Regions from separate parts of the Mus musculus genome. Here all the other regions are linked to region 4. The links are chromatin contacts, called in public Hi-C and promoter capture Hi-C maps. All regions are on one chromosome and are shown on one strand. The core of a region is the stretch at or near the end of the contact, and the rest is flanking DNA. Distances in the headings are between cores, read along the strand shown.

Region 1 (2,700 bases), core at 167-2,666, 4.5 Mb after region 4:
TCTCTCCTTCAGCTTCTGAGACATTTCCATCACCTGGTGCCCCTCTCTCCCATCTCCCCAAGAACCCTTACAAGACTCCCCAACTTCAGTCTCTTCCTAAGGTTCTCGTCAGTAGCGAGTCCACGACACAACAGTTAGCATTCTATAGACTGAAACCACACTTCACCCTTAACTAATTATCACCTTGACTCCAGCTGCCATACCAAGTGTTGGACGTCTCCACAAGCATTTCAGATATGGCCTTCTTTCTCTCTCAACACACGCGCCTGTCAAGCCATCTATCATGTTAGAGCACCCTCACTCACACGTGACATTACCAGTGAATCATAGTGCTACCAGACGGAAACTACCAAACTTAAGTGGTAGGGAGCAGCAATGACTGGTACAAACTATTCATCCCTAGTTCCTCCCATATTTGATATTTTCAAACATTACTTTTCAGACAGACCCTACTAGGAAGCAGAATCTCCCTAGTGCCCTGGGATAGCTTCTAAATAGTGAAAAGGAGAGTGGTTTTTTAAAAATTATTACTGGGTCTACAGAGCAAAGTGATTTTCATATTAAAAATAAAGAAAGCAGAGTAAGATACCCTCTTTCAAAAGGAGAAATAAAGGAGCATATAATAAAATCCTCAGGTAATACGCAGCATTTAGTAAGCAGCTTTGGGATTTATATTCATGAAGTAGGGCTTGTTAACGTTGTTTGATGGTAATAACAGGCGCTGTTTCTCACCTCAATAGACGCCAATTAACTTTTCTCGACCATGTGGCTGTAATTTTAGTTCCTACCCTGGATTCTCCTCACTTCCTAAGAGGTTACTTTTCTTACTTGGCAGTTTACTCACCACCTTAAAAACCCTTCACTTGCCAATCGGCCATTTATTCCGTAAATCTGAATGACAGAAAAGAGATGGAAGAGGGTGGGGATGCTAAGCACCTCTTGAAGGGGCAGAGCAAAGGCTACATACAGTGCCAGAAATGGAGAAGGATGGGAGTTGGAACAAGCACAGGGTGGAGGGCTGACATTAGGCAGGGACTGGGACGGAGGATGCTATCTCTGAGCAGGTGGTGTGCATAGGGAGAAGACGTGGAGCTGGGACTGGGAAGGAGGGGGTGGGGAGCGGTGACAGACAGGCGACAGGACAGGAGACGCAAAAGGCTGAGGCTGAGAGAGACGGGACGCCGAGGGAAGGGAGGCTTGCAGCCGCGTCCCGGTCGCCGGGACACTTACTCGGGTCCCTCTTCAGGGCGCCGGGGGTCTCCTCCCGCAGGTGAGGGAATAGGAAGTCGCGCGCGGACTGCAGGTCCTGGAAGGAGCAGAACTGGACGATGGAGCAGGCCATGGCTGCAGGGACCCCGCCTCGCGGGGCTCGTGGTCCCTAGCCACGCCCGGGCCACTCCACCCGAAGGCTGACAGCACGGAGCCCCGAAAGCTTCAGCTACCCTGGGGGGGCGGGGACGCCAGACCGGAAGCTGTCAGCACTCCTCGCGAGGGGAGGGTGCTACGCATGCGCGGGACGCCCCGAAGCTGCGCGTGCGCGGGCCGAGCGGGAGCCGAGGGAGGGTGCAGCTTCGGACACGTGACTCGCGGTCTTGTGGCGGAGAGTTAGACGTGGAGCCTGGCCGCATTCTTTCTTGGGCGAGCTTGTCCCGTCATTCTGGCCTTCCTCCAAAGGTGATCTAATTGAACTTTGCGGGGGCCATTGAGTCACCCAAACAATCTTGTTGGTGTGCTTCTACGGACACGACCTAGATCGTTCGCAGATCAGGCGGTTTAAGCTGAGTGTGGGCAGGTGCCTGAGAACTTCGTAATTTTGTTTGTGCTTTTGTTTTTTTTTTTTTTAATGTGGAAGGCTATCCTCAGCACCTATACCCCAACTCCCAAAAGAGTCTGCGGCGCCTATGCCTGTAATCCTTCCTACCTCAGTCTGAGGCAGGTGAATTTCTGGCTGTTGAAGCCACTATCCTGGGCTACAATGCAAAAACAGTGTCTCAAGTAACAAAGCGATGGAAAGCAGCTCCTTAAGGGCTCGTATTAAATAAATACTCCTATCTATAAGTTGCCACGGTTCTGTGAAAGCCCGATGTAGTAACAGGACCAGCGCAGTATTGAATGGTGCTCTGTAATCGTCCGTTTGCCTTTTCATCCGTTTGTTCATCTAACCGCCCAACAAGTATTTGTTAGTGTTTTCCGTGCCAGCCACACTCTAGGCACAGAGCTTCGGAACAGAAAGGGACACATTCCTACGGAACTAAAAAGCTAGTGACTAACACAGGCCAAGTGAAGCAATTACTTACTCAGCTAACTAAAACTGAGAGAATGCTAGGCGGGAAAGAACAACAAAACAGCACGGCAGAACAGAGCTGGGGAGACTGACCCTGTACTTTTCCTTTGGGTTTTGGATAAGGAAAGCACCATCCTTATAGACTCCTGGAGGACTGGGGATCCGTTTAACCCCTTAAATACCTGGTCTCTAGCATGGGATCTGGCACCCAGTTGAGTCCTTGATAAATACTTACTGAAGTATATACACATAAATTAAAGACCAACCTGAGTCTTTTACTTGGATTTGAAAGTACATTTCCATATCTTGCCCAGTTAGACTGTCATAAATATCTTCAAGGAGTCTTGTTTCTTTGATTGTTTGAGATAAGGTCTAGCCATGTAGTCCAGGTTAGCCTCAAACCTTCAATTCCCCTC
Region 2 (2,700 bases), core at 61-2,560, 4.3 Mb after region 4:
CAACTGCACTCCGCAGCGGGCAGAACTCAGGCCTCCAGGATTAGCCACGAGGTCAGCATCATCTACCTAGTGCCGTTTCAAACCAAGAATCACATCTACTTCTTTCAGGGCTCATGGATTTGTTGTGAGGTTAGCATACAGAGACTGGAACTAACATGCTAAAATGTTATCATTTTAGAACATTTCAAGCGATTGCTACAGTCTATTTTTAGGGCTGGTGAGTGTGGCTCAACAGTCAAGTGCTTGCCTACAATGCAAAGCTCCCTGAGCTGTTTCCCAGCGCATTAATACATAAATAAATGTCTTTTCACTCCAATAGGCGCAGACTGCTGTCAAAGTTGAGGTTGCAAGAAATTTCATCAGCCCCACATGGCCAATTGTATTCAAGGGGCTGACTTTTTGAGTATTAGAAAAAGTACTTCCAAGTCTACATGATAAAATTTTTGGGTTGTTTCCCAAAGTAATGAAAAGACAGAAATTTTAAACTAGCTAGCAATAGCGTTAGCCACTTTGAAAAATCAATTTCGAATGGAACGTAGGATGACGTTTACTCGAGCCTGGACTACGTCCACGGGGTGTGTAGTAAAACAGCCAGTAGCATTAGTCCGCAGCGTTCCTACGGCTTTCCGTAATTACAGCCTTCGACCACAAGCCAACGCAGCCTCAGTAAAAATTCCAAGTGCTGACAGAAAAGTCTACCTTGCTCCCTTTAACTCGACAACCGAAGGGAAAGTGGGGCAAGTGAATTCAGATCTCCTGAGAGGTGGGGAAGGGGCGGGAGGTTCCTAGATCGCATTAAAAGGACGGGCCGGACAGACAGTTGGGGTTTTAATTCCACTTCAAAAGCCACTTGGGACCCTGGCAGAGTCGCAGCCATAGTCTCGTGTCTCCCCGCGGGGCTCTGGTCCTGTCCCCCCACTCCCGGGACAGCGGGCCTCGGGAGACGGCGCCCCGAGCGGACAGAGGCCGGGGCCACGCGGGGCTGGGTTCCCCGCAGAGCAGAACAGGCCCGTCCGTCCCGGGGCGGGAGGCTCGTTCGGCGTGACCGCCGCGGCACCAGCCCCGCACCCACGCGCTGATGCAACCCGCGCGGGTCGGCGGCGCCCTTACCCAGCGGAGGGTTTCCGGCGTTCACCGTGAGGCACAGCGCCGCCATCTCCCAGGAGCTGCGGTCTACTCGTCGGGCTGCCTTCCTGGCGGCGAGGGTTCAGGTGGAAGCAAGGAGATGCAACGTGTGCGCGCGACCGAAGGCACCGCAGCCCTGACTCCTCCCCACGGGCCGCCACCGCCGGAGTCGGTGCGCACGCTACGACACGTCATAAATATGCGCCCGCCAAGGCAGCCTTCGCTCCGCCCCACTCCACGCGCCACGACTGCAGAGAGGTCAAGGCAGGCTACTCTGTGCGTCATCGCTGCGCGCCCACGACATTTCAGCCTCTCTCCCGTCCCCGGCCCGCGGATACTGACGTCTGGCGAACGCTATTGAACGTAATCGCCGTGCGTCGCCTCCACCTTAACCGCACGCTCCAGTTGCCTCTTGGCAGCAGGACTGGGCACCCGTGAGGTGCCACTCCGTTGTGGAAAAGGAACAGCCGTTAAGACCCATCGGAAAGTGAGGGAAGCAGGCGGACGATAGACTAGTCCATTCTGGGGCAGTGGCACATCCATGCACAAAGTCGACGAGCTACACTGGGTATAAGGGAGCTTCCCTTCAGTCTTCTCTAAAAGGAAATATTTTCAGGATTGTTTGGTGTGGTGCACGTCCCAGCATCTAGGAGGCAAGCTAGAAATACAGAAAACTATGGGGACAAAGAGAAAAAGGACCTGCTTGCTGGGCCTCCTGGCCCTGAGAATCAAGATTTCCAGATGTTACTATCTGTAGTGAAGCCTGCCAATATTGACAATGTTTGGGGGTTTTGTTTGTCTGTTTTAGAGAGAAGCATCTTCAAATGAGAGGGTTAATAATAATTCAGGCTATACAGAGAAACCCTGTCTCAAAAAACCAATAATAATAATTCAGGCTGGAGGCCTACGCGTATGTGAGCTTAAGGATGGTCTGCGAACCTCACAACAGTTAACTTGTGTTCACAGTGGAAACAAAAGAACAATTCAGGAACAGCCCATGACCAAATTCCTTAATAACCTTTAAAAATAATAACTTCAGTGTTCTTGCTAAGACCATGAAGTGTGACTGTGGTATGCGTCCTCTTTGGAGCACCTGTCAACTCCCATGCTTTAAAAAAAAAAAAAATCACATAGTAAACTCCAACTTTGAATCATAGTGGCTGCCTCTGAGGAGGTCTTCATGATAGACTTGTCTTGTCATTTCTGGAATCCAAGGTAATTAGAGAAGAGTATGACTGGGGGTAGGGGATTGAGTCAGAGAAGAAACAAAATGGCATTAAGTGCACTGGCTGGTGCCTTCTTTCATTCCTTTGTAATAGAAGTACCTTGCCGGCTGCAAAATGGCTGTGTATAAATGCTGGTTCAGAGGCAGGGACCCAAAGAAATAGCTACCCTATAGTTACATGAAAACATTGGCACATTCCTGAGGCTATTGGAAGGTAAGGGTAAATATGTACTGCTTCTGAAATCTCGCCTGCACCTTGAACTTGAACTTTTGGAAAATGCCCTGGGCAAACACATGCATCACAGAGAATTTGGATTAGAAACCCCCCTGAAAGATGCCTACTTATACAC
Region 3 (2,700 bases), core at 180-2,679, 4.8 Mb after region 4:
TAATGGCAGACATCAGTTAAACTGTGAAGCCTGGGTTTTATCCATCAAGTAACTATTGACAGAGTGTGTGTCTGTAGTGGGGATGAGCTCAGATCTAGTAGGCATTGAGCTTTTCAGAGGGAAAGTGAAGGGGCAGAGAAGGGGGGGGGGAACACGTGCTACATGGGTAGGCTCTCTCAGTCTGTGTCACCTATCAGAAGCAAACACACTTGCTCTGCCAGTTACAGAGGTTGGGGCTCTGTCCTGTCTTTCCTCCCATGCAGAAGTCTGTCGTCTCTGGTGACTGTCCACGCAGCAGAATTCAACATTCTAAGCCCTTGGCTATTTTAAAATTTTTATTTTTATTTTAAGTATGTGGATGTTTTTGCCCGCATGTATGCCTGAGTACCACCTGTGTTCCAGCTATCTGCGGGGGGCAGAGAGAGTGGGGGTCTGCAGGGGGCAGAGAGAGTGGGGGTCTGCAGGGGGCAGAGAGAGTGGGGGTCTCTTGGCACTGGAATTGCAGACAGATACGATCTGCTATGTAAGTACTGGGAGTCCATCTGGGTGCTCTTAACCACTGAGTCATTTCGCCATTTATTTATTTAGCGTTTATTCTCCCCCTGTCTCCTCTTTCTGTCTCTCCATGTACACCTCCCACCCTCTCCTCTCTCGTGTCTCTTGTCTCAGTCTTCCCCTCCCCTTCCCAGTCCCCCTCTCCTTCTCCCTCCCACTCTCTCTGTTTGTTCAAGAAATGGTTCCCTCCCTTCTATCACATGGCTCCCAGGGACTGAATTCGAGATGTCAGTGTTGGCAGCCAGGACCTTTATGGGTTGAGCGGCTTTCAACTGATGAGTTAATCATTGATGCTTCTGAGACAGGTCCTGGCCATCAATAGCCCACCGTGATCTTGAACTTGGGGCTATCTCTTAGCCAAAGCCTGACATTTGGATTCCGTTTAGATCGTTGTCTGAGAAAAGTCGACCAGAGTCCTCTATTCGGACCTCAGCAAGTGGTAAGCTCTGGCAGCCTTTCCCTTCCTTGCGCTGTCTTAATTGGCTGGTGTACCTGTAACCTCAGGTCACGCTGCCAGAAGCCGCGCCAGTAGTTTTGTCTCTACCTGCAGAGATGGAAGCCGAGCGTTCCAGAGAGTTGCGCGATCTTCGGGAGACCTATCCCAAAGTTGTCCCCAGGAAACATTCCTCCATTCTGCTTCATTTCAGTGCAGCAGCTTCTTGCACAATTGAGTGTGCTCCTTTTAGAAGCAAAAGGGTTAATGAGTGTAGCAGGTTGAAGAGTCATGGGGGGAGGGATCACTTTAAAGGCGGACAGAGACAAAGTAAAATGAAAGTGACCACCCCACGCTGTCACCCGCGATGGGCGTGGGCCAGGCTCCGCCGACACTGATCTGGACGTGAGCAGCATAAGTTTGACAGGCAGTGCGGCTGCGCCAACCCTGGCTCCTCCCACACTCCCGGAGCCTTAAGCCCCGCCTCGACACCGCGGCCCAGTAGCCCAGGCCTGCCCGGGATAGTGTAACATGGGTTCCTCCAGCTCTACGGCTCTGGCTCGCCTCGGCCTCCCTGGGCAGCCGCGGTCCACCTGGCTCGGCGTCGCCGCGCTGGGGCTGGCTGCGGTGGCGCTGGGGACCGTAGCTTGGCGTCGCACGCGTCCCCGGCGGCGCCGGCAGCTGCAGCAGGTGGGCACGGTGTCGAAGGTTTGGATCTACCCGATCAAGTCCTGCAAGGGGGTGTCGGTGTGTGAGACCGAGTGCACGGACATGGGGCTGCGCTGTGGCAAAGTGCGCGACAGGTACGCCGAGCCCCGCACTGCACCGGGCGCGAATGGGCCGGGGCGAGGGAGGTGGGGCCTTGCCTATCCTTGCTCGGAAGTGTGAGACCTGGAACCAGGCGCCCCTCGGTGAGTGCAAACTTTGTGAGCCTGAGCCTGGAGCAAGTCGAGAGAGGAGTTCCGTACTGCAAGCTGTGTTCTCCCCAAACCTAGAAAGTAAGGGTTTGTTGCTTCTGGGAAACACACATATGGGAAAGAGATGACAGCAGTTACAGCACGGTGCACATTGACGAGCGTGTTCAAGTTGAAATCTAAGTTTGCAAGCCCAAATATGTCTGTGGGGAGACCTTCCGGGAGGAGAATTTTAGTTTTACCACATGCAAATTTACTCTAAAGCGAAACAGAGCGCCTGGATTTCGGCCCCCACCCCTTTCGGCTTCACAGAACTGAGGCTTGTTGCCTGAATTCTCTGGGCTGTCGAGCTTTGATCCTTTAGCTGCGAAGCCCGTGCTTCTGGCTAAAGTAGTTTTGGAAAACTGAGTTGGAGCATTCCTGGAACCCTGGGGGGTGGGGGGGGGGGGGGAGACTCCCCTGTCAGCTGTCCGTACAGCTCTCCTAACTGTAGGACACTAGAAATATAAAATGCCATTGGCTGAGCGTTTTCAAGAACATCGGGCCTTCCCTCTAGTTCTGGTGACCACTTGAACGAGTAAGGAGCAGAATTACACGGTTTGCCGGGGGTGGGGCGAGGGAGGGGTTGTGGTAGATGGCGATAGAGAGCTAGTCACAAACGGGTATGAAATAATAATAAAGGAGGTTAGAATAAAAAAAAAGAGTTTAGTTCTGCTACAGAATAAATTTATAGATCAGGAATTCCGCTCATGGATTTTCCATTCCTCATTGGCGGCCTATGTTTGCAATGCTGGGAGG
Region 4 (2,700 bases), core at 183-2,682:
ATTAAAGAGAAAAACTCCTGAAAGCAAGCAGCTTTTGGACATACAATAGCAAAGAATTAAAGTCAGAGAAATTGCTAAAAGTAAGTAGTCTTTGGCTACAGAATAGCAAAGAGAACTGCCAAAGATAAAGCAGCTTTGGTCTCCATCTGACTCTGTAACTCTTAGCTGCCTTCCTGGGGAAACTGGGTGCTGGGATAAGCCCTGGGCACTAAGTGACCCTAAAAAGAAATGGGATGTGAGCAGAGAGACAATGAGAGGGATCACTGGAGAGGAAAGAGGAACTGAGAGCATTTTTATGTTTTAATTTTATGTGCATGCATGTTTTGCCAGCACGTATGTCGTTACATACCTGTTGCCTGTGGGCCCAGAAAAGGGAATCAGATTCCCTGAGCTGGATTTATAGATAGTTGTGACCTACTATGTGGATGTTAGGAACTGTACCCAGGTCTTCTGCAAGAGCAGCAACTGCTGAGCCACCTCTACAATTCCAAGGATATTTACTTCTTTTTTTAAAATTATTTTATTTTAAATTTATTTTCCACACTCCATATTCCATACCCCCGCCCCTATCCACCCTCCGTTTGCATCACATCCCATACCTCCTATGGATATTTACTTTTAAAGAAAAATATTTAGGCATTTAGGTGCTATTAGGAAAGTGGAAGCAGTATACTCAGTTTAGAAGAGCCTTGTGAATATTTGAATCTGATGAAGTGTTCCCCTCGGATCTCATATTCAGTAAATCCTGTCGGCGTGAGCCACCACAACCCATGCGAATCGCATATCCAGATTTTGAAAATATGGAGATGACAGAGAGGTCAGCAGTTGAGTTTTGCATGCATGTCTAGATTCAAGTTCAGATTATTTGTTATACTGTGCCTCTGTTATCCGCCCCCCCACCCCCCGCCTCCCCTCCCCTCTTCTTTTCTTTTCGAGACAAGGACTCTTGTCTATAGCCAGGCTGTCCTCCAAACGCCCTCCGCAGGGCTGCTATGGCAGGTGCGCGCCAACTTTTAAAGTAATAATCAACTTCGCAGCTAACTTTTATAATAATAATCCCCTCAGAGCTAACACCTTACGCTTGTCCTACGGTTAGAGCGAGCGGCCTCCCCGCAGCACAGACCTCACCTTACCCTGCTCCTCAAGCCCGCCCAGCCGCTCAGGGTTTAACCCTCATTCAGACCCGCAGTCCGCTCCTCCCAGCGTGCGGAGCCCGTCTCTAGGCAACGCCAGTGCATCCGACGTCTGCGCAGGCTCCGCCGCCGGCTCTGCTTGTTTTTAAACAGTCGTCCAAAAGGGCCAATCAGAGGCGGCTCACCGAGAAGCCGGGTGAGGACTGGTCGAAAGCCTCTCGCCATGGCCAATGGGCGTGGAGGCTAGCTGGGCGGGACCGGAAGTGAGCGGGAGGGAAGAGGGGCGGCGGCGGCGGGCAGTTTGAATCGCTCGTGCTGGTCGGGGAGGAACGGTGCGCTGTGTGAGGAGCTCGGCGGTGAGGAACTCGGGGCTCGCAGAGCCCGGAGCCAGGTTCTGTGAGGAGCTCAGGTGAGCAGCGTCCCCCCTCGGGGCCCCCGTCCTCCGCCCGCGGCCCCCCATCGGAGGCCCGCATGGTTTCTAGAAGCTTCTTTCTCACTTGGCGGCTTAGGGTCGCCAGGGTGCCAGGCTGTGCTGTGTGCTCAGCAGCCAGAACTAGCTAGCACTGGCAGAGAGGCAGGGGATCCTGACGGAGGACAACAGCAGAAACCTGCCAGACCCTCTTTAGGGCCTGAGGCGGGCGGTGGGCCCATGAACGGAGCCCTCCGCATTTTAAAGACATACTTTCGGTGGAAGTTCTTTTACACCGTCACCACAGAGATTTTGCTTCATCTTTCAAAGTCTTCTTCTCAGACCCTGCCTCTTTAATCTTAATTTTTTACATTTACGGATTTTACAACTTTTGCTCTAGTGACCCGATTTAGGTGGCTGACAGGTTGTTCCGTACCCAGTCAACACCTAATGGCAATTAGGCGATCGGTGTGATGTATTTATATATAAGTGTAGGAGAGGTAGAAAATGTATATAAGTGTGTAATGAACATAGTAAAAAAAAATGCCTTTTAAACACCCAAGACTAATAACCAAAACTCTGACATCACTCACTCCAAATAACAATCCTAAAACCCCATGATCCCCAGTGAACAGTATATAATTGGAGACTAAGACAATGCTCTGCGCTGCACATATGAGAAGACACCACCATAATCTGCCCTCAGGAGCCTCAAATCAAAAACTTCTGTTGGCTTGTAAGGCCTTAATGGGAAAGGTTGTGTGTAGTCTTGCTTCAATTTGATGTCCCAGGATCAGGTGGTATCCAAGGGGGTCTCCTCCCCTCTCTGAGAAGGGAAGGTGTTTGTGAGGATGGGACTGGGATCACAGGCAGAAGGGGAGGCTACCATTAGGATGTAGAATGAATAAATAATAATAATAAAAAGGAAAAAAAAAACTGAACCTGACAAGCTAAAATATGTCACCCAGGTGAGCAGCCCTGGGAAGATAGGGTTAAGACTGTAATTAGAAATTTAAAGTGTAAATACTGTATACTAATCCTCAGCATAATAAAATATAACTTTAGTTATCTTAACTACATTTGTAAATATCTTCTTGCTCTCAACAAAGTGTGTGACTACAAACATGAATATAGCTGTTTGTAGGTTTTGAATTAGAA
Region 5 (2,700 bases), core at 68-2,567, 4.4 Mb after region 4:
GACAGCGGCTGCTGACTCTGATTTGCCTCTTGCCCTAGCAGAGGCGTGGTTTTGCTACCTGTGGATAATTTCTGTGATTGTATGATATTTGAAATCAACTTTTCAGATGGTATATAAATGCTAAAGAGTGGAGACAGGGTGGCATAGTTGTGCTCACAGAGAAAATAAGATTGGGGTCTGTATCTCTTTTTCTCTCCTCTATCATTGTTCTTCTCCTATCTAGAGGTAGAGGATGAAACTGGGAGAATAAAGCATGGGAAAAGAATCCACAAAGTAGCTCAGACCAGCTACATATCTTCTCATAGGGTTTCCCAGAAAACAGCCTAGTTGATTGAATACAGCTAGTTGTTCTGGAGAGTTTGGTGGTAATGTTTTCTTCATGCTGCTGTGAGATGACAGCTGTCAGTCAGGTTCTCAAATGGGAAACTACAGTTCAGAGAACGGTATTGTAAATGCTGTCATTTACTACAGAGCAGGGGAGATGGTGGTACAAACAGGAGAATTCACAAAAACGCTTAAACACCGTGTATAATTCCAGGTGCGGGGGAAGGCCCGCATCCCCCGAGCCAGCTGCTTAGAAAGACTAACCATATGGGCCAGCTCTTTGTTTCTGAGAGACCCTAACTCCTTGAATGAGGTGAAAGAGGCATGGAAGATGATTCCCACCATCAACCTAGGACTTCCACATGCACACATAGATGCATGCCCACACATGCAAATATGCACACACACACACACGGAAATGAGAAGGCAAAACAGGCTGTATACTACCTCTGGCAGTCCACGTTTCCACTCTCTCGATACTTGCTACCAAACTTCATGCTTGTTCTAATCTATTAGATGGCTCTGTGTCATCCTGACTCCCAAAGGTGAGCATAGTTTTGCATTCATTGGCTATATTTTTTTTATGAATTGCCTGTGCTTACCTTTCCCCCCTTCCTTTATCTTGTTTGTAGTCACTTTCTATACATTTTTGTTAAAGTGTGGCACAAAAATGGCAAAATTACAGTTGTAAACCCGTGTAGCCCTGGCTGTCCTGCGGAGCTCATTCTGTAGACCAGGCTAGCCTCGAACTTGGAGACCCGACTGGCTCTGCCACCATGTGCTGGGACTAATCCCCTGCACCACCACTGCACGGCTTTAGCTTTGCTACTTTTGTTTATGACCCTGGACAAGTTAATTAAATGTATCTGATTGGGGAAAGCCGAGTGATAGTAAACACCTCTCTCTACCCCTACTAGACCTCATGAAAGACCTGTAGAGATACAGACTTCCAAGCCGGAAAACCCCGCCCTTGCTCTTGCCCCGCCCCTTCCGCCCCGGAGCGCGTGCGCAGTTCCTCGCCGCCGAGCTCTTCAAGGGTCTCTACCTTTAGGTACCGGGCGGCTGCCGTGGGCCGTGTGCGGAGGGCTCCGCCCGGCTCGTCCACCATGCACTGGGGGCTGTGCCCTCGCGGGCCCGGGGCGGCGGCGGTCGCCGCGGCTGGGAGCTTCTGGGGGCCAGCCCGTTTGCCCAGCCGCCTAGGGTGTCTGGGGATGACGAGGAGGCTCGTGGTACGATCCGTGGCCGGGGCGGACAGCCCCCAGAGCAGCTCGAAAGGCGGCAGATACCGTGACACGGTGCTGCTGCCGCAGACCAGCTTCCCGATGAAGCTGCTGGGCCGCCAGCAGTCCGACATGGAGCTGGAGATCCAGCAGGTACCGGACGCGGCCACCCGAGCAGGGCGGGGCGGGCCAGCTCTGCGGGAACCCTGCAGGCCGCGCGGCTTCCCCGGCGAGCGCCCAGCGGGCCGGGTTCCAAAGTGAAGCCCGGAGCCGCACCGAGCACCTTCCGATTTCCGCTCCCAGCGAGTCGGCTTTGCACACTTTTCCCTTTGTCACTTGTCAGAAAGTAGCCAGCGTGAGCATGTGTAAATGAAACTTCAGGAGTGGGCTGGAGAGGTAGCTCGGCGCCTAAGAGCGCTTGCCACCCTTGCGGAGGATCCGCGTTCCGTTTCCAGCACACAAGTCTGGCAGTTCACAACCACCTGTAACTCCAACTCCAGAAGATCCGATGCCTGACCTCTGTCTGCAGGCACCCGCGCTCGCGTGCACCACACACGAATAATCAAAGAGAAACTTAAAACTAAACTTAAAACATTATAAAAGTATTACCAAAGAAGGGAGGTTGAACCCCACCTTAGTCACATGTTTAGGTTTTTCACAGGAATCATGATTTCTTTGAAGGACAAAGTAGCGGCCCTTTTCTGGGTCCCCTGTGTCGTCGGTATCTGTCTCCTATGTCATACTGAATTTGCTAACGTCTGAGATTCATTCGTTAGTGTCTGCACACTAGAGTATTTAAGATATTTCTGATAATCAGGAATACTGCTTAAGTGAATAGCGTTAGCCTGAATATTCTTTGGATTTAGGGAATTATTGAGGCCAAAGAATTGAAAGAATAAATTACCAGTGTGTTTTGGGTGGCAGAGTGGACTGGGAATAGACAGGTTTTTCAGCAGGTCTGTATTGAGGTAGTGAATACTGAGAGACTTGCTAAGAATTTAGAGCCACCATGCCACATAAACGTTTACACTTTAGTCTGAAGAATTGTTGGGATTTTTGAAGACTACTGAAGGGCTGGAGAGATGGCTCAGTGGTTAAGAGCACTGATTGCTCTTCCAGAGGTCCTGAGTTCAAATCCCAGCAACCACGTGGTGGC

The links. Promoter capture Hi-C pulls out the DNA fragments that hold promoters and counts their contacts. Hi-C and Micro-C count contacts between places; a contact is called where the count stands out from the background.
Region 1: a Hi-C map of B cells shows a contact between it and region 4, with 7 read pairs. The contact joins the promoter of Rab3gap2 here to the promoter of Cenpf in region 4. A contact is called at or near these places in 1 of 39 promoter capture datasets (pre-B cells) and 1 of 484 Hi-C or Micro-C datasets (B cells).
Region 2: a Hi-C map of B cells shows a contact between it and region 4, with 7 read pairs. The contact joins the promoter of Eprs here to the promoter of Cenpf in region 4. A contact is called at or near these places in 1 of 39 promoter capture datasets (pre-B cells) and 2 of 484 Hi-C or Micro-C datasets (B cells and embryonic stem cells).
Region 3: a Hi-C map of CD4 T cells shows a contact between it and region 4, with 4 times the contacts expected there. The contact joins the promoter of Mtarc2 here to the promoter of Cenpf in region 4. A contact is called at or near these places in 2 of 484 Hi-C or Micro-C datasets (B cells and CD4 T cells).
Region 5: a contact with region 4 is called in a promoter capture Hi-C map of pre-B cells. The contact joins the promoter of Iars2 here to the promoter of Cenpf in region 4. A contact is called at or near these places in 2 of 39 promoter capture datasets (cranial neural crest and pre-B cells).

What each region holds. Positions count from the first base shown.
Region 1 is chr1:185,202,884-185,205,583 of GRCm38.p6, reverse strand. Rab3gap2 (RAB3 GTPase activating protein subunit 2) reads right to left here and starts at 1,416. Exons shown (of 35, transcript NM_001163754.1): 1 at 1,231-1,416. The coding sequence starts at 1,342.
Region 2 is chr1:185,361,654-185,364,353 of GRCm38.p6, reverse strand. It overlaps Eprs (glutamyl-prolyl-tRNA synthetase), which reads right to left and starts at 1,310. Exons shown (of 32, transcript NM_029735.2): 1 at 1,111-1,310. The coding sequence starts at 1,156.
Region 3 is chr1:184,844,637-184,847,336 of GRCm38.p6, reverse strand. It overlaps Mtarc2 (mitochondrial amidoxime reducing component 2), which reads left to right and starts at 1,429. Exons shown (of 8, transcript NM_133684.4): 1 at 1,429-1,791. The coding sequence starts at 1,520. Gm34451 (a long non-coding RNA gene) reads right to left here and starts at 1,490. Exons shown (of 2, transcript XR_865818.3): 1 at 1,100-1,490.
Region 4 is chr1:189,686,818-189,689,517 of GRCm38.p6, reverse strand. It overlaps Cenpf (centromere protein F), which reads left to right and starts at 1,432. Exons shown (of 18, transcript NM_001081363.2): 1 at 1,432-1,542.
Region 5 is chr1:185,328,018-185,330,717 of GRCm38.p6, reverse strand. It overlaps Iars2 (isoleucine-tRNA synthetase 2, mitochondrial), which reads left to right and starts at 1,317. Exons shown (of 23, transcript NM_198653.3): 1 at 1,317-1,697. The coding sequence starts at 1,431. It also overlaps a transcript of Bpnt1 not described here.